3 separate regions of the Danio rerio genome follow, and regions 1 and 3 are each linked to region 2. A link is a contact called in public Hi-C data. All regions are on one chromosome and are shown on one strand. The core of a region is the stretch at or near the end of the contact, and the rest is flanking DNA. Distances in the headings are between cores, read along the strand shown. Region 1 overlaps atp8b4 (ATPase phospholipid transporting 8B4). Region 2 overlaps tjp1b (tight junction protein 1b). Region 3 has its middle 37 kb from the start of tjp1b.

Region 1 (3,658 bases), core at 511-3,010, 160 kb after region 2:
GCCGTACTATGGCTGTAGCAGTGCAATGATATTACGCAGCATCTAAAAATTTTCTCCAGAATCAACGTCTATGCTTGCACAAACAGTTAGAATCTGCATATCATTGCGCCTGCTGCAGTCGTGGTGTACAGCAGGAAAGGTCCTTCATTATTATTACGTCAGAATTAGAGTATAGTTCCATATCCGCTTAGAAAACAACATCTTTTCACTTTCCATCAGTCTTAGTTCACGATGTCACTGCAGAAGAGTCGAGCTTTAAATAGGAAAATTATTGAAACACTTTTGTGTCATTTTTAGGATGCTAACGGTCTAATCCGATTCAGTGATTGATGCTAAGCTAAGCTAAAAGTACTCCAGAGATCAACTAAATAGACTCAACTCTTTAGCCCTGGAGCAGTTGTAAAGTTTACAGCTCTCTTTTACAGCTTTCTACAGTTGAACAGTTGAGTTTTTCCATTTTTAATCCATTCAGGGAATTTCCAGGTCTGGTGGGAGCACTTTTAGCTTAGCTTAGCATAAATCATTGAATTGGATTAGACAATTAGCATCTCACACAAAAAAAAAAAAAAAAAAAAAGATAATTTTCCTATTTAAAAGCTGGACTCTTCTGTAGATACACTTCTGTCGTGTACTAAGACTGACGGAAAATGAAAAGTAGCTATTTTCTAGATTGATATGGCTAGGAACTATACACTCATTCAGGTGTAATAATCAAGGAGATTTGCTGCTGTATCATGGCTGAAGCCGGAGCAATAATATTACATAGGATCTGAATATTGAGCGCAGCATATATGCATATGCTTGCTTACACCACTAGTTAATATCTGCGCATCATTGCGCCTGCTGCAGTCATAGTGTACGGCAGGAAAGTTTCTTCATTATTATTACACCAGAATGAGAGTATAGTTCCATATCAGCTTAAAAAATATCATCTTTTCACTTTCCATCAGTCTTAGTTCACGATGTCACTGCAAAAGAGTCGAGCTTTAAATAGGAAAATTATCAGAGCACTTTTTTGTAATTTTATTTTTGAGATGCTAACGGTCTAATCCGATTCAATGATTTGTGCTAAGCTTAGCTAAAAGTGCTCTGAAGATCGACTGAATGAACTCAACTCTTTAACTGGAGATGTAAAATAAGCCTTTTATCAAAAAAGGTGTAGTGTTCCTTTAAACATGAGTGTCTAAAACATTTCCTAAAGCGTTAAAAAGAAGTTCTTAAAACCCAGAATACAAAAACTGTGCCTTTTTGAGAAAACATCACACTTTTTGAATCGTGTGCCAGAAGAGGTGAGAATACAAAAATGAATCTCGGGTTCAATTTAAACAGACGCCGTTTGAGACGGAACCGAAAAATGAGGTGAAAGGAATGATCTGTGCTTCATTGTGCTGGCTCTTTGGAGTCTCCTGTGCATGTGTAGCCCTCCTGTAGTCTGTACACAATTATCAAAAAACACAGACGCTAAATCTTCAGATGCTAAGTAAAGGGCTTTTATCTGGCCTCCAAGTCTTCTACCGTCACCTCTTGTTTGTGCTCGCTCGGCCTGCTGTTGGCTGAGGTGGTGCCCTTCTCTCCAGGGGCTCGGGAGGGTGAGGACAGCGGGTATGTGGAAGTGGAGGATGTGGGAACCTTCATGTTCTTGCCGGAGGTGATGAGTTCTCCGTATCCCTGCTGGTGGGAGAAAGCGTAGGCCGAGCGTCTAGAGCTGGTCCTGCGGACTCTCCTGAGGTTCTGCTCTTGAGGACGCTGCCGCCTAGTGGCCTGCTGGAGTAAACGCACCTGAGGGAGGGCAGACGGTTCAGGAGATTATGATGACGCACATGACCATTTGACTATTCAGTTCAATTCATCTTTATTTATTTAGCGCTTTTACAATGTAGATTGTGTCAAAGCAGCTTAACACAGGAGTTCTAGTAAATTGAAACTGTGTCAGTCCAGTTTTCAGAGTTGAAGTTCAGTTTAGTTCAGTTCAGTGTGGTTTAATTTTCACTGCTGAGAATCCGAACAGCAAATCCATCGAAGTCCCTAATATCATAAATGCTCATTCCCTTTGTTTATGTTCACCCCCATAATGTGATTATAATACAATTTTGGCAGTGCTGCAATTAAACTACTTAATTTAAGCACGCAACGATTTACAGTTTTCTCAGTCGCTTTGGTGCATTTCTCACAACACTATTTACATTTGCACAACAGTTAATGCATTTCTCAAAACAGTTAGTCGTTTGTGCACATCCTAGTAGCAGTTTCTCATTCCTTTCAACAAATTGCAAATGCTTTCGCACATGCATCAATTGCTTTCATTCAACTCTCTGCTATTTATAACATTATCATCTGCTTATGTCATGTCAGTCAAAATGAACTAAACTTGTAAATGCTGAATAGTCATTTCATATAAAACTAACAGTCCTCATTTCATTACTTGAGTCATTACATACAAAAAAAGGATGAACTTGATTCCAAAATCGGTCAAGCAATCTTTATTAAAAAATTTTTTTAAAAACTTTATTTTTCTGAAAATGTCTTTAAAATCGAACAATTTTAAGAATGATTTACTGACCTGTGTATGTTGCAGGCTCAGTTCCAATGTGTACTGCAATATTGTTTACAGTTGTGCTCAGCTTTACCCAAAGGGAGTTTATGCTTGTTGTAAATAAGGGTGTGTTTATTCTTCTGCACAATGCTGTGAGTAAATTAGGATTGTAAAGAGCAAATGCAGTAAAAATGTGCAACATACATATTCAGTGTCTTGTACTCAGATAGCTCACTAAATGCAGTGATGTCTAACTATTCTGTAGTTTTCAAATGGCTGTGCAAATAGTATAAAGTGCATTTTCAGCAAGTGTCACCAACATCTGACTTTTTTTGCATTGAAAAAATGTACAGAGTAAACTCATAATGAAAACACGACTAAGCCATTTGACTATCTTGTTTATAAACAAGGTGTCACACTGCAAAAAATGCTTTTCTTATTTAGATGTTTTGTCTTGTTTCAAGTCCAAATATCTAAATATTTTTAAATAAAGGAGAATTTTCTAGCCAAGCAAAACATATTCTCTTGTTTTGAGAAATAATATGCCAATATTAAGTGAGTTTTTTCTTAAAACAAGCAAAATAATCTGCCAATGGGATAAGCAAAATAATCTTGTTTTTCCTTTTGACATAAGATTATTTTGCTTACCCCATTGGCAGATTATTTTGCTTGTATTAAGGAAAAACTCACTTAATTATGGCATATTATATCTCAAAACAAGACAATATGTTTTGCGTGTGTAGAAAATTCTTCTTGTTTTGAGATTTTTTAGACATTTGGACTCGAAACAAGACAAAAAATCTAAGTAAGAAAAGCATTTTTTGCAGTGCAGGACTTTTCATTTTAGTGATACTGACACTTTGATTGACATGAATACTTGCTTTTGAGGAATGAACTATTCATTTTGAGCATGTGACGCGCTTTTGCAGGTTATTGGCTTTGCAGTTTGCATGAATTGTTTTGAGAAATGCGTTAACTGTTTTGCAGAAATGCACTGGTGTTGTGAGAAATGCACCAAAGCGACTGAGAAAAACTGTAAATGCAATTGAGCTCATAACTAGTAACAGTAATTACTTTAAACAAAAAGCCATACACTGATCTTACAGTTTTTCTCAGTCGCTTTGG
Region 2 (3,205 bases), core at 482-2,981:
AAATATCAATCTGTAAACATATTTTATACTTTAAATGAGGAAAAGAAACATGCGTTGTTTTTTGTGACCAAAAAAGTATGCGAGTTTGCAGTATACAAAACACTTTGTAGAAATTCTGTGAATTAAACTGCACAACCTAAAAAAAGGAGAAGAGTTGACTCAATAAAACAAACACCATTGATTTGATTTGATTTAATAATTTTGCATTTATAAGGGAAAAACTTTGTTATAGATGTGACATCTCTGCGTTATGGATGTGACTGATGTAAATATGCTATTCACGTGACTTTGGTAAATCAAATATAATTGTATAAAAATATTGACAGAGACATTTTTGAGTATTTTACTGTACTGTAAAATACAAAAAAAAAACATAGAAACGGTTATGATATTTTGATGAAAACTTCATATTTTTTTTATGGCAAGGTTGACATTTGCATGGAATTGCTTTTATTTATATATATATATATCCCGAATTATTAGGCCCTGTTTATTTTTTTCAACACATTTCTTAATATAATAGTTTTAATAAGTCATTTTTAATAACTGATTTATTTTATCTTTGCCATGATGAAAGTAAATAATATTTGGCTAGATATTTTTCAAGACACTTCTATACAGCTTAAAGTGACATTTAAAGGCTTAACTAGGTTTATTAGGTTAACTAGGCAGGTTAGGGTAATTAGGCAAGTTATTGTATAATGATGGTTTGTTCTTCTGTAGACTATCGAGAAAAAAAATCTAGCTTAAAGGGGCTAATGATTTTGATCTTAAAATGGTGTTTAAAAAATTAAAAGCTGCTTTTATTCTAGCCGAAATGAAACAAATAAGACTTTCTCTAGAAGAAAAAAATATTATCAAACATACTGAGAAAATTTCCTTGCTCTGTTAAACATCATTGAAAAATAATTTTTTTAAAAAGAGAAAAAAAAGGAAAAGGGGGGCTAATAATTTCAACTGTGTGCATATATATATATATATATATATATATATATATATATATATATATATATATATATATATATATATATATATATATATATATATATATATATATATATATGTATGTGTGTGTGTGTGTATGTGTGTGTGTATGTGGGTTTCCTCCGGGTGCTCCGGTTTCCCCCACTGTCCAAAGACATGTGGTACAGGTGAATTGGGTAAGCTAAATTGTCAGTAGTGTATGAGTGTAAATGAGTGCGTATGGATGTTTCCCAGAGATGGGTTGCAGCCGGAAGGGTGCATAAAAACATGTGGTGAATAAGTTGGTGGTTCATTCTGCTGTGGCAACTCTGGATTAATAAAGGGACTAAACAGAAAAGAAAATGAATGAATGAATATAGAGAAGATGTTTCTAAATTAAATATTTATATAGAATATCAGTTATATAAATATGTAAATATTTTGATATTAAATAATATAAATATTTTATTTATGTACATTTTATTTCGTTGTAGACTATATTTATGCACAGTAAGTGCACACACATTATGTAAATACACACATCATGTAAATATGTACATTTCAGAGATTTAGCTAGAGAATGGGAACTGTGTAGTAAAGATGTAAATGTTACTTTGCATTGCCACAAAAGGTTTTGAAATGTGTGATATATAGTTGCATTCTCTTTCTCCCCACTCTTCTACACCATATTCACCCATCAGTCATGTATTGTTAGTGGAGTGTGCTCATGTAATCCTGTAGTGCCCTCTGCTGGCTGATCGTACTTTCTGGAAAGCATCATTAGATGTTACATAACATTTTGATCTTCTGCTGATGTTCCTGCTGTTTTCGTAGAGCTCCAGAGCCGCAGAAACCTCAGACGCGTGTTGGGGACGATGTGGTTCGCTCCAACCACTACGACCCTGATGATGATGAAGAGTACTACAGAAAACAGCTCTCATTTTTCGACCGCCGCAGTTTCGACAGTAAGGTCATGAATCCACCCAGCGCTGGAGTAAACCGCTTCCATGAGCCGCCCAAACCACCCCAGACACAGATCGCTTATCCTTTCGCTAGGTAAAGGCCAGACAGGATATACTGTACATGTGTTTGTGTTGATGTTGATGAATGCATCACATCTACTGTTTCTGCTTCAGGACGGAGTCTGTGGAGAAGGTGAGTCCTGTGGACAAGAGATACGAGCCTCTGCCGCCAGTCAACCCTTCACCTGCTCCATACAGCCAGAACACACCTGTCGCTCCGCCCACATCCCTGCCCAAACTCACCAACATCGAGGGTAACAAGAGACTTTTTGTTTTGTTTTGTTTTGTTTTGTTTTGTTTTGTTTTGTTTTGTTTTGTTTTGTGTTGTGTTGTGTTGTGTTGTGTTGTGTTTTGGTTTTGTTTTGTTTGGTTTTGTGGTCTGTTGTTTTATTTATTTTTGTTGTTTTGTTTTTTGTTTTGGTTTTGATTTGGTGTTTTATTAATTTTTTTGTTGTTTTGTTTTGTTTTTTGGTTTGTTTTTTGTTTTGGTTTAGCATTTTATTTATTCATTTTTTCTGTTTTGGTTTGTTTTGTTTATGTTTTGTTTGTTTATTTTTTCTGTTTGTTTTCATTTGGGTGTTTAAGTTTGGTTTGGTGTTTTTTTTTTGGTTTGGTCTTTTATTTATTCATTTATTTATTTTTGTTTTATTTTTTGTTTTGGTGTTTTATTTATTTATTTATTTTATGTTTTCTGTTTTGTTGTGTTTTGGTTTGGTGTTTTATTTATTTGTTTATTTATTCATTTAATTTTTTCTGTTTTGTTGTGTTTTGGTTTTGTGTTTTGGTTTTGTGTTTTTCTGTTTTGTTTTGATTTGTGTGTTTTAGTTTGTGGTTTGGTTGTATTGGTTTGGTGTTTTATTTATTTATTTATTTTGTTTGTTTTTTGTTTTGGTTCGGTGTTTTGTTTTCTTTTGTCCCCTAATAGTACAAACTATTTTTTCTTACAGTGACTACTTGCATATGTGTTTTATTTTTTTCATTTAAATAAAAAAAAAACGTATTCTTTTAACCTTGCAAACATGAACCTCATTGGATGTTTTGTATAATTTTATACTGTTTAAGTCCACAAATCTAAATAAAAACCAAAAATAAAAACTATTCATTTTTAATTCTTAATTATATAATTAACTAACATTTAACAAAAAAACTATATTTTAAACACCATAAATAATTAAATAAAACATTTCTTCAGACTTCTTTTCAATAAAAGGCCTTAAATA
Region 3 (3,637 bases), core at 524-3,023, 220 kb before region 2:
TTTACCAACACACTCCCCTACAAATAAGCACTTGTTGTGTGATCAGTTTTTGTGCCCTTGTCAAAAAATGCTATTGGAATTTTAGTTTATCCTATCGGATCTTAAAGGATTCCTAAAATTCTAATAGACATTCAGAATTTTTTAATTGGATTTTCACGTTGTCCTATAGGATTGCAAAATCCTTTTAAGCATTATGACTTAATTTATTGGAATTTCCACTTTGTCTTTAGAACCTGATTTAGATTTTTAGAATTAATAGACTGTGATTAGATTGTGTGTTATGGAATTTCACTTTTTTCTATAGGATATTTTTGATTCAGTCAATTAATTATTTTAGATGTTATTTGTTATTATTCTAGTCCCAATAATAAAAATGAGGAATATTTATAAATAACTTTTTATATTACACTGAAAAAAGTGTTGCATGCAGAACTGTTGCAAACAATTTGTTTGTGTTGAATTTAAACAAACAAATTAAGTTTAATATTTAATTTTAAAATTTAATTTTGTACTTCCCCTTTCTTTTTTTTTTGTTTTCTTTTTTCTCTTTCTATTACTTATTGTTACTTGTTGTTCGTAACACTTTGTAATTGTATGTACTTGTGTTCCAGTCTCCTACAGATTACTTCCCTATTTATATTGTACATTTCTTCTTTTCTAAATGAAAGTGTATTTAAAATAATAATAAATTCAGGAAGTTACACACTGCAAGCTTTGAATGTTTATATCTTCTAAACACAAATTTGCTTACTGTTTTGCAGCATGCTGGATTATACCTTTTAAACTAACAATATTCTTACAACACTAAAAAACACAGGGTTAAAAACTACCCCAATTAGGTTGTTTTTAACCCTACTGCTGGGTAAATATGGGACAGAACACATCAGGGGTTAAATTAACCCAAGTAAATGGGTTATTATTTTTATCGCCATGAATGGGTTGTTGTTGTTTTTTTTTACCCAATATTCGGTTATTTATATAAATAATAGGTTAATTTGATCCAAAAATGCCCACGAAAGATGACCCAGCAATTGTGCTGTTTTGACTTGAACACTAAAGTAGGGTGGGGGATGTGCAGCTTTGATTACAGGTGTACAAAAGGTGCTAGTAAGAAATTTTAAGATTCAGAAAGGTCTGACTAAGGGCTGCTGTGAGCATAAATCTCAATTTAATTATCTAAAACGCAAGAAATCTGTGTTTATGTTACACTTTTTTTCGTTGCATTTAAACAAATTAATATATAATACGTGGTATTACAGTCAGCCCCTGCTGTGAGTTGATTTGACCCAAAGAGCTGGGTTGAAACCATAGATTAGTGGTCACCAAACTAATCAAACACACCTGAACAAGCTAATCAAGGTCTTACTAGGTATACTTGAAACATCCAGGCAGGTGTGTTGAGGCAAGTTGGAACTAAACCCTGCAGTGACACCGGCCCACCAGGACCGAGATTGGTGACCCCTGCCATAGACTGTAAGATATAGGTTGAAACTACCCAAGACTCTGAAAATAACCCCCCAAAATTACCCAAATGCCTAAACGATTTGGGTAGAAAAAAATAACCCCTAATGTTTTTTAGAGTGTAACGTCTTAAAAAATTTCAAATTTCACAGTGCTTTTAAATGTTAAAATGGCTTGCCATACACAAACGCCTTCGCAAATCGCTGAGGCGTGTTATCTTAATCTAATCTTAAACTGTAGTTAAAGCCGCATGGAAGCAGATACCAACCGGACCCGTGTGGCACAGAAAGTCCCTTTAAAGCAGCGTGTCTCATAGGAGCTGGCAGAAAATAGACCGCTTTAAATCCGCTCCTCTGAAGAGATTAGCTGCTAGCCTGGGCCACAAACCCAGCATATGGCCTCAAACAAAACTGTCTAGGTTAAACCCGTCAGCTAATTTAGCTTAATCTTGGAGTTTGATGGAGACAGATTAATATGAGGATGATAAACAGGTTGAATTATCACGACAGCTCAGCTATTACTCAAAGCTAGCAGTCTTATGATTTATTCATGCAATTAATTTACATTTTTTTTACCCTTAAAGAAGACCTTGGTAAAACAATCTTGGTAAGTTAACTTTTAATCTTGTTTTAAAGGCACTTTGTGGTTTGAGATCGACTGTAGAAGTTTGATTTAGCGCCTAAAGATGGCGCTGTTTGTTTACTGTACACCCAAACTCTAGCGTTCTGTTTTGAAAAGACATACGGTTTAATATATAATGATAAGCGATATAAAACTCATATTTTAATCTTTAAAATTACTTGTTTGGTTTAATTACTGGTAAACATTTAAACTTGAAAGAAATTGTAAAATGTTTGCTTGTAGTTGTGGGCTTGGTGGAGATGGACACAGACTATTCATTCATTCATTCATTCATTCATTCATTTTCTTTTCAGCTCAGTCCCTTTATTAATCTGGGGTTGCCACGGCGGAATAAACCGCCAACGTATCCAGCATATGTTTTTTATGCAGCTAACGCCCTTCCAGCTGCAACCCAACACTGGGGAAACTCCCATACACTCTTTCACACACATACGGCCAATTTAGCTTATTCAATTCACCTATAGGGCATGTCTTTGGACTGCAGGGGAAACCCATGCTAACATGAGGAGAACATGCAAACTCCACACAGAAATGCCAACTGACTCAGCCGGGGCTCGATCCAGCGATCTTCTTTCTGTGAGGCGATTGTGCTACCCACTGCACCACTGTGACGGCCTGACACAGACTATAACATGAATGAAACTCACTACTGAAGATAATGGGAGGTATAAAAAGAACATTAACAGGGCAAAATGGTCTTAAACATTTTCTCTATTCATCCTTTTAATCATTTATTTATAATCTCAAACAATTATTGCTTAATTATAATTATATGACATTAAATTCAGCATGTTTTAGTAGGGGGGAGCGGGGTCAAAAAAAATAAAATAAAGATAAATAAATAAAAGAATGTTTTTAGCAGAAATATATTTTTGCTCTGGTAGTAACCAGAGCAAAAATATATTTCTGCTAAAAACACTATCTTTTATTTATCTTTTATTAACTCACAACAGTGGTCTACCAAATCCAGATGGTATTTGATCTAATGTAGAACAACTCCATCATAACTTTACTTTAAACAAAAGTTGCACATTGTTACTTTTGACACCATAGGCAGGGAAGAAAGTAACACATGGGTGGGTCAAAAGCAGGCCCACACGGAATCTGCTCGTGCAGAATTACGCAGATTTTTATCCCATCATTTATTTCTGTTTATTTAGTCGAGTAAATGTGTGAAAATCTATATTTATTCAGTTATTTAATTAATGACAGTGATATTATTGACTAATATGAAAATGTTCATCTGATTTATTTACAGCACAGTTTGTACAGTAATATTTTTGGTCTTTTAGTAGATATATGAGAGACTTGCTTTGTTTACCAAATAAAGTGAATCTAAATAGATTTGCATTTCGAACATTAAATAAAAGTAAAAAATGTATTACTTTTTATTTCACATATTAAGGAGTTAGTTACGATGCTCCCAAAAAAATTCAGCAGAAATCCACAAATTTTTACCAAAATTCTCTGCAGAAATAGCAAAAAAAGATTCCGTCTGGGCCTAGTAAAAAGTATATTTGCTAGGATTAAACGT

The links. Hi-C and Micro-C count contacts between places; a contact is called where the count stands out from the background.
Region 1: a Hi-C map of fibroblasts shows a contact between it and region 2, with 6 times the contacts expected there. The contact joins two enhancer-like sites. A contact is called at or near these places in 2 of 18 Hi-C or Micro-C datasets (caudal fin and fibroblasts).
Region 3: a contact with region 2 is called in a Hi-C map of embryo, with 4 times the contacts expected there. The contact joins two enhancer-like sites. A contact is called at or near these places in 5 of 18 Hi-C or Micro-C datasets (caudal fin, embryo, hematopoietic stem cells and 2 more).

The regions. Positions count from the first base shown.
Region 1 is chr25:34,834,906-34,838,563 of GRCz12tu, forward strand. atp8b4 (ATPase phospholipid transporting 8B4) reads right to left here. Exons shown (of 28, transcript XM_682623.9): 28 at 1-1,779. The coding sequence ends at 1,492. Among named protein-coding and RNA genes, the nearest start is that of galk2, 15 kb to the left of the region's middle. Within about 2 kb of position 1,761, at least 4 of the 62 cell types and tissues checked have an H3K27ac peak or open chromatin away from gene starts, as enhancers often do.
Region 2 is chr25:34,675,475-34,678,679 of GRCz12tu, forward strand. tjp1b (tight junction protein 1b) reads left to right here. Exons shown (of 29, transcript XM_073943328.1): 24 at 1,798-2,019; 25 at 2,100-2,239. Among named protein-coding and RNA genes, the nearest start is that of zgc:101540, 46 kb to the right of the region's middle. Within about 2 kb of position 1,732, at least 3 of the 62 cell types and tissues checked have an H3K27ac peak or open chromatin away from gene starts, as enhancers often do.
Region 3 is chr25:34,451,343-34,454,979 of GRCz12tu, forward strand. No RefSeq gene overlaps it. Among named protein-coding and RNA genes, the nearest start is that of tjp1b, 37 kb to the right of the region's middle. Within about 2 kb of position 1,774, at least 8 of the 62 cell types and tissues checked have an H3K27ac peak or open chromatin away from gene starts, as enhancers often do.